2 separate regions of the Mus musculus genome follow, and region 2 is linked to region 1. Evidence: chromatin contacts called from public Hi-C data. All regions are on one chromosome and are shown on one strand. Each heading gives the region's core, a stretch centred on a gene start, on an enhancer-like site or on the middle of the called end of the contact. The rest is flanking DNA. Distances are from core to core; before and after follow the strand shown.

Region 1 (2,758 bases), core at 155-2,654:
CTGGGCCTCAATTGTGTGTATGCGTATATGTTTATATGTATGTCTGTCTGTATGTGTGCATGTGTGTGTGTGTTCATGTGTGTGTTTGTATGTGTGTGTGTGTTTGTATGTGTGTTTGTATGTGCTTGCATGTGCATGTGTGTTTGTATGTGCTTGTATGTGCATGTGTGGTTGTATGTACATGTGTTTATATGTGTGTGTGTTTGTATGTGCATGTGTGTTTGTGTGTGTGTGTGTGTGCTCATGCACAGGCACTTACTTTAGCATGTGTGTGGGTGTCAGAGGACAGTCTGGATAATCCCAGGTGTGGTCCTCATCTTCTTCTCTGTTGTTGCAGGATTCCTCCCACCTCTTCCTTCTGTCTCCCCACAGTAACATTGGGATAACACACAAGCACTTCCACACTTGGCTTTTCATGGATTCTGGGGATTTGAACTTAAGTCCTCATGTTTGCATACCAAGCACCTTATCTTTTGAGCCATCTTCCCAGCCAAGTGACAGCTGCCTGACAGAAAAAACAAACAAACAAACAAACAACAACAACAACAACAAGCCCCCAAAGTTCCCCCCCCAAATCCAAGAGATGTCTGGGAAAGAGTACATGACACCCTGTCCCCTGCAGAAGAGAGTGGGAAAGCTTGGTCTCCTGCCTAAGCTCCTCAGTGCTTTCTGTGGGATCGCAAGAGTCAGGAGCACAGGGCTCCTGGGGGTGGGGAGGCAGTTGACTCTGGCTGCTTGCCTGCTGTGTACCCCACTTTCTCCTCCTGAGTAGGTTTTATGCAGCCTGAGCTCCCCGGGGAGCAAGGCACTTCTCCTTCGCTCCAGTCTTGAAGTTCCAGCTCTCTGTGGGGAATAGCACCATGCAATCAGTGTGCAGACCGAACCCGAGTGTCACCAAGCAAGTATTTCACATTTCATGTTAAATCATATCCTAACACAAGTGTGAAGAAGTGGGATCAAGTGAGAAATATACATTTAAAGGGCTGAGATGGCTTTGAATGAGGGTGAAATCCAGCCATGCTCTCCCGGTCCCTTCTCGGGGCGTCTGGGAACCCCATTCTGTGTGCTGAATGTCCAGAGATGCACGAGGATCGAGAGGTGTTGAGGTGAGATGGGGCGTGCTGTCGGGATGGAAAGTGCTAGACACAGTGGCTATCAGACTCTGTGGTTTAAGGAAAGAGATTTCTCTGATTATACATAAATACCCACAGCTGAAGGAGGGCGGGGCAAGGAGGGAGGGGTGAGAAGGGCGGGGCGAGGAGGGTGGGTAAAGAGGACAGGTGTGTGTGTGTGTGTGTGTGTGTGTGTGTGTGTGTGTGTCAAGGAGAGCAGAGAGCAGGGCAGGGAGAACAGGCATCTCTAGGACAGCCCAGCATACTTGCAGGATGACTCAGTGCTGGGCACGCAAGCCACTTTTCTTAGACACTTCCTTCATGGAATCTCCTGCTTGCCCGCAGCTTATGCAGCCTCATAGAGAGGCATGGAGTTCTGGAAGGTGCTCTCCCTGCTGGCTTGTATTCTGGTTTGCTTCTGATTAGAGTGGTGTGTGTCATGTAACTTGCTGTGCACAGCTCTTGTGGAGAGGCAGGACCCTAGTGTATGCCCGCCACCCCCTTGCTCTGTGAGTTGGAGTTCTCTGCAGGATCAGGAGGCAGGCCCTGGGTGCCAGGAGAGCTAGCTCAGAGTCAGGGTGGGGATACATGACACCTTGCCTGCGAGCCCAGCACCCTGGGGACAGAAGCAGGTGGCAGCTGAGGCCAGCCTTGCAAGAGGATCCACAGGGCCCTAGGGCTGTGCTAAGAGGAGAGAGCTTATTTTTAGTTGTTGGATCTTCCCTATTTATATTTCGTAAGTGTTGGCTTGTTTATCTAAGAGGCTGTAGAGCTTAAAAGCTTATATATATATATATATATATATATATATATATATATAATAAAAATTAAAAAATGTAATTTTGCAGCAAACACTGTAAGAATAACTTTGTGAAAATAAAATGATTTTCTTTCTCTTCTTTTTCTTCCTCCTCCTCTTCCCCCTCTTCCTCTTTCTCTTCTTCCTCCTACTTCTCCTCCTCTCTCTCCTTCTCCTCTTTCTCCTCTTCCTCCTCTTCCTCTTCTTTTTCCTTCTCTTTTTCTTTTTTTAAGAACAGGGTCTCATTTTTTTTTAATGTTCCAGGCTAGCCATGAACTCACTGTGCAGCTGAGGAAGATCTTGCTGTCCTCTTTCCTCCTTGAGGCCTGAGATTACCAGGGCATACCTCCATGCCTGGTTTATAGAGTGCCAGGGATAGAACACAGGGCATTCTACAGGCTAGGCAAGCACTCTATCCACTGAGCTATGCCCAGCCAATCATTTCAATCACTGTTTCTCTTTGGGGCTCTCTGTATGCTGTATGTGCCCAACTACTATACCATCCCAGTGGTACTGTCCTGATGGGTGGACAGTCGCCCGGACAACATCAGGGATGTCCTTTCTCGTCACTCATTCTGAGTCTTCATGGATGGGAGGGAACAGAAATTGCTGTATACTATAGGGGCCAATCAGGCAGCTACAAACACTTGGCACCTTCACAGGAATTTCACAGCATTCTGGAGTCTGGCAGGCTGAGGTCAAAGTGTTGGCAGGGTTGCTTTTAGTCCTTTGCTTGTAGATAGACTGTGTCCTCACGTGGCCTCTTTTCTGTGTGTCTGTGTTACAACCTTTTCTTATAACAGCTTTGGCCACATGTACAGGATTAGAGCCCACCCTGGGGGCCTCG
Region 2 (3,165 bases), core at 143-2,642, 530 kb before region 1:
ACATGTCCTTGTAAAGATGGAGTCACGTGGCAGAATACCTGGTATTCTTACTGTAGGCTTACTGTAGACTGTGCAGGGGAGGAGTGGGGTGGGGGACAGAAAGCACAGACAGGAGACGGGCTGCCTCCAAGATGGTAGAGTTCGTAAGCACCTGGGTAGCTGATGTTGTGGCAGGAGACAGCCAGCTCTCCCTACATAGTGTCTATGAGCTTCTCAGTGTGACGAGACAAGTACCCCAGTATGGTTGCCTACTACTCTGGAAGCCACCTCCAGCTCCTCAAATGGCAGCTTCCTGTCTATGGCCACTCTAAAGCCATTCTGCCTGTAGTGTTAATTCCTGAGTACTGAGGCATTAAACATGGCTACATAACATATATAAACATGGGTGACCTGGGCCAGTGGTGCAAGTCTGTTCTCCCAGCTACTTGGAAGGCCGAGGCAAAAGGATTCCAAGTTTGAGGTTAGACTGGATAGTTTATTGAGTCCTTGTCTCAAATTGGAAGAAAATAAGGCAGGCAAAGGGTGGGTGACAGAGCCCAGTGTCCCTATACAACAAGGTCTAAATCCAGTCCCCAGCCCTGAAGAGCAGGGGAGGGGAGGTGACCCAGTTAAACCATCAATACGTGATCTTTAGGGGTTAACTTCAGAGTTGAACTTAAACTTCAAGTCATTTAAAATTACTTTAGATATGAATCTACTATACTTAAGGTGTTTATGTCCACTGAGTCCAAAAGAGGGGTATGGATCCCCTGGAACTGGAGGTACAGGCAGTTGTGAGCCACATGACAGGGGCTGTGGCTACTGGGAATAGAAACTGGATCTTTGGCAAGTACAGCATCTAAGCCGTCTCTCCAGCTCCAAGATAACATTCTTGCCAGTCTTCACATCTTCCCCAGCACTGCCCAGAGCAGAAGTACATAGGTGACTGTGTGATCACCTCGCAGGAGGCCTGCTGGCTCATCTACACCTGAGCTCAGCTCTACCTGAGCATGGCTGAGTTGCTCCCTTGCAGGATTCTGCTCAGAGTGTGTAAAGCTTTGTTCTACGGTGGGCTGCAGCTGGCGACTCTCCCATCCATGTGTTAAGCTTGTTGATTCTGACTCCACTCACTCAGCACAGTGTCCTTCACACTAATGGTCTTAGATGCTTGTAAAGCATTCTGTAAATGCTTGAATGTAGTAAAAAATGTGTGAAAAGTCTAACGGTGCTCAGGTAAGAATGAACAACGAACTCAAATCTCTCTGTACAGGACAAAAGAGCAAGGTGTGACATGAACACGGTGACCACAGAGAGACTACAGCTGAGAGAGCAACAGTGGCTGTCTCCCTGTCCCAAGGCTTGTTGGTGAGCCACCCACTGTCCTAAAGAAAGAAGAACAGAGAGGCGGAGCCCGACAGAGAGCATGTGTGCTTCCTGCTGCCGTGAAACTCATCTCTTCCTCTTTCCTACACACCAGTGGTTGGGATCCTCTGAAGAAGTTTTTCTTTGAGATCTATTTTTATTTCATGTGTATATGTATCACTTGGTCCTGGCGAACACAGTGATGACGGCGGTGATCGTGGTCCTGACCCTGTATGTGTACAGTGCCATACAGGCCAGAAGAGGGTGCTGGATCCTCTGGAACTGAAGTTACAATGGCTGTGAGCCATCACTGGCTGTTGGAGACTAAACCCAGGTCCTTTGCAAGAGCAGCTACTGCCCTAACCACTCTGAGCCATCTCTCCAGTCCCCACCTGAGGACAGTGTTTATGAGGAAAGGCCTTCAGGAGGACCCAGTAACTCTTGCAGGTGTCCAAGAGGCACTTGGAACTACTTCTGTGCTGTGAGCACTCCCAGGTTCTGAAACCACTGGGGAGGGGAAAAAAGGGGACGTGTGCTTTGAAAATCCACAGCAAGATATTCTTATAGTGCCACAAATGTTTTCCTTACATACAGTTTAATTAAGCTAAAATGCACATTTCCTCAAGTCTCTGAGGCAGATTTACATTTCTGCAGTCTTTACCATATGCTTGGTTCTATGTATATGTGTATGGACAAATGTTTATTTATATTTTACAATGTTTCCTAACAAAGCAGTGTTGGTCCACAGCCCACTGTCACAGCAACCACAGCAGCTTTGCCCAGTTCACGCTTGCTTTTGGAAAGCTTTACTGGGGACAGTATTAAGATCAAATTCAAACACAGAATGAAGTGGTATCTCTAAGGAGCAGCTAGATCCTCCTGACTCACAGATGCCTGTCGGGATCTGAGGCAAGAATAACACGAGCCCTGTGCTCTACCCTCTTCAGTCCCGTCCTGAATTACTGGCTCCTTCAGGAAAGGAGTGCGCAGCAGAGCACACAGCAGGAGTCTAGCATTTTCCACACAGCAAACATGGCTTCTCCTGCCCTTGTTTAGTACTAAAGCCAGGGAGTTGCTGCAAATTTTTAAACACAAAACAATTTATGGTATATAAAGAAATAATATATGTGGCAATATTTTTAAAAAAGAAAAATATTATGTTTCAAGTGTAATAATCAGAAAATGGGCAATACTTTAGTTTGCTTTTCTATTACATTTAAATAAGATTGAAAAAAGAAAACATTTTTGAGGTAGGGTCTTGCTATGTAGCCCAGGCTGGAGCCTTCCTGCTTCTGCGTCTTTCCTCTGGGACTACTGGCTTGTGGCGCTGCATCCAGCTAAAAAGTAGAATTTTGATCAGAATTTTGCACAAGCCTCACTGGATAAGGCAGACTGAGTTGGAAGTTAGAACACAGCAGACCTCAGTCACCTGTAATTCCTTCACAAGTGGTCTTCAAGTTCAGTGATTATTTGTAATTATTATCTTAAGTTTTAAAGATTATCCTTTTCTATCACTGAGCCAATATGCTAATAGTTTTGCAAATGTATTTAAATTCTTCCCATTCATTTAGAATTACTAATACATATACTTTTTCCTGTTACAAAGAGAAAGAAAGGAAGGGAGAGAGAAAGGAGGAAAAAATACACAGTATTGCCTGCCTTCGGAGGCTCAGAGCACACAGCACAACAGCACATAAAACTAGGGTCTGTGCGCTCTTTCCTGAGTTCACATCTCATCCTGAGTATCTCAGAATCGGACCCCATCTGCCAGAAGGGGGGCTCTACAGCGCCCTCCCGTCCCTGCTCTGAAGGGAAGAAGGTGGT

The links. Hi-C and Micro-C count contacts between places; a contact is called where the count stands out from the background.
Region 2: a Hi-C map of pro-B cells shows a contact between it and region 1, with 4 times the contacts expected there. The contact joins two enhancer-like sites. A contact is called at or near these places in 2 of 15 datasets of contacts at CTCF or cohesin (embryonic stem cells and stem cell-derived epiblast-like cells), 11 of 484 Hi-C or Micro-C datasets (B cells, the G1E-ER4 cell line, cardiomyocytes and 7 more), 3 of 115 datasets of contacts at active chromatin or transcription factors (double positive thymocytes, large pre-B cells and pancreatic cancer cells) and 1 of 9 other capture datasets (embryonic stem cells).

What each region holds. Positions count from the first base shown.
Region 1 is chr17:4,784,312-4,787,069 of GRCm38.p6, reverse strand. No RefSeq gene overlaps it. Among named protein-coding and RNA genes, the nearest start is that of Gm34371, 9.0 kb to the left of the region's middle. Within about 2 kb of position 1,404, at least 76 of the 459 cell types and tissues checked have an H3K27ac peak or open chromatin away from gene starts, as enhancers often do. A contact at or near this core is called in pro-B cells, where this site is marked.
Region 2 is chr17:5,315,033-5,318,197 of GRCm38.p6, reverse strand. All of the region lies in intron 11 of Arid1b (AT rich interactive domain 1B (SWI-like)), which reads right to left. Among named protein-coding and RNA genes, the nearest start is that of Gm34854, 92 kb to the right of the region's middle. Within about 2 kb of position 1,392, at least 57 of the 459 cell types and tissues checked have an H3K27ac peak or open chromatin away from gene starts, as enhancers often do. A contact at or near this core is called in pro-B cells, where this site is marked.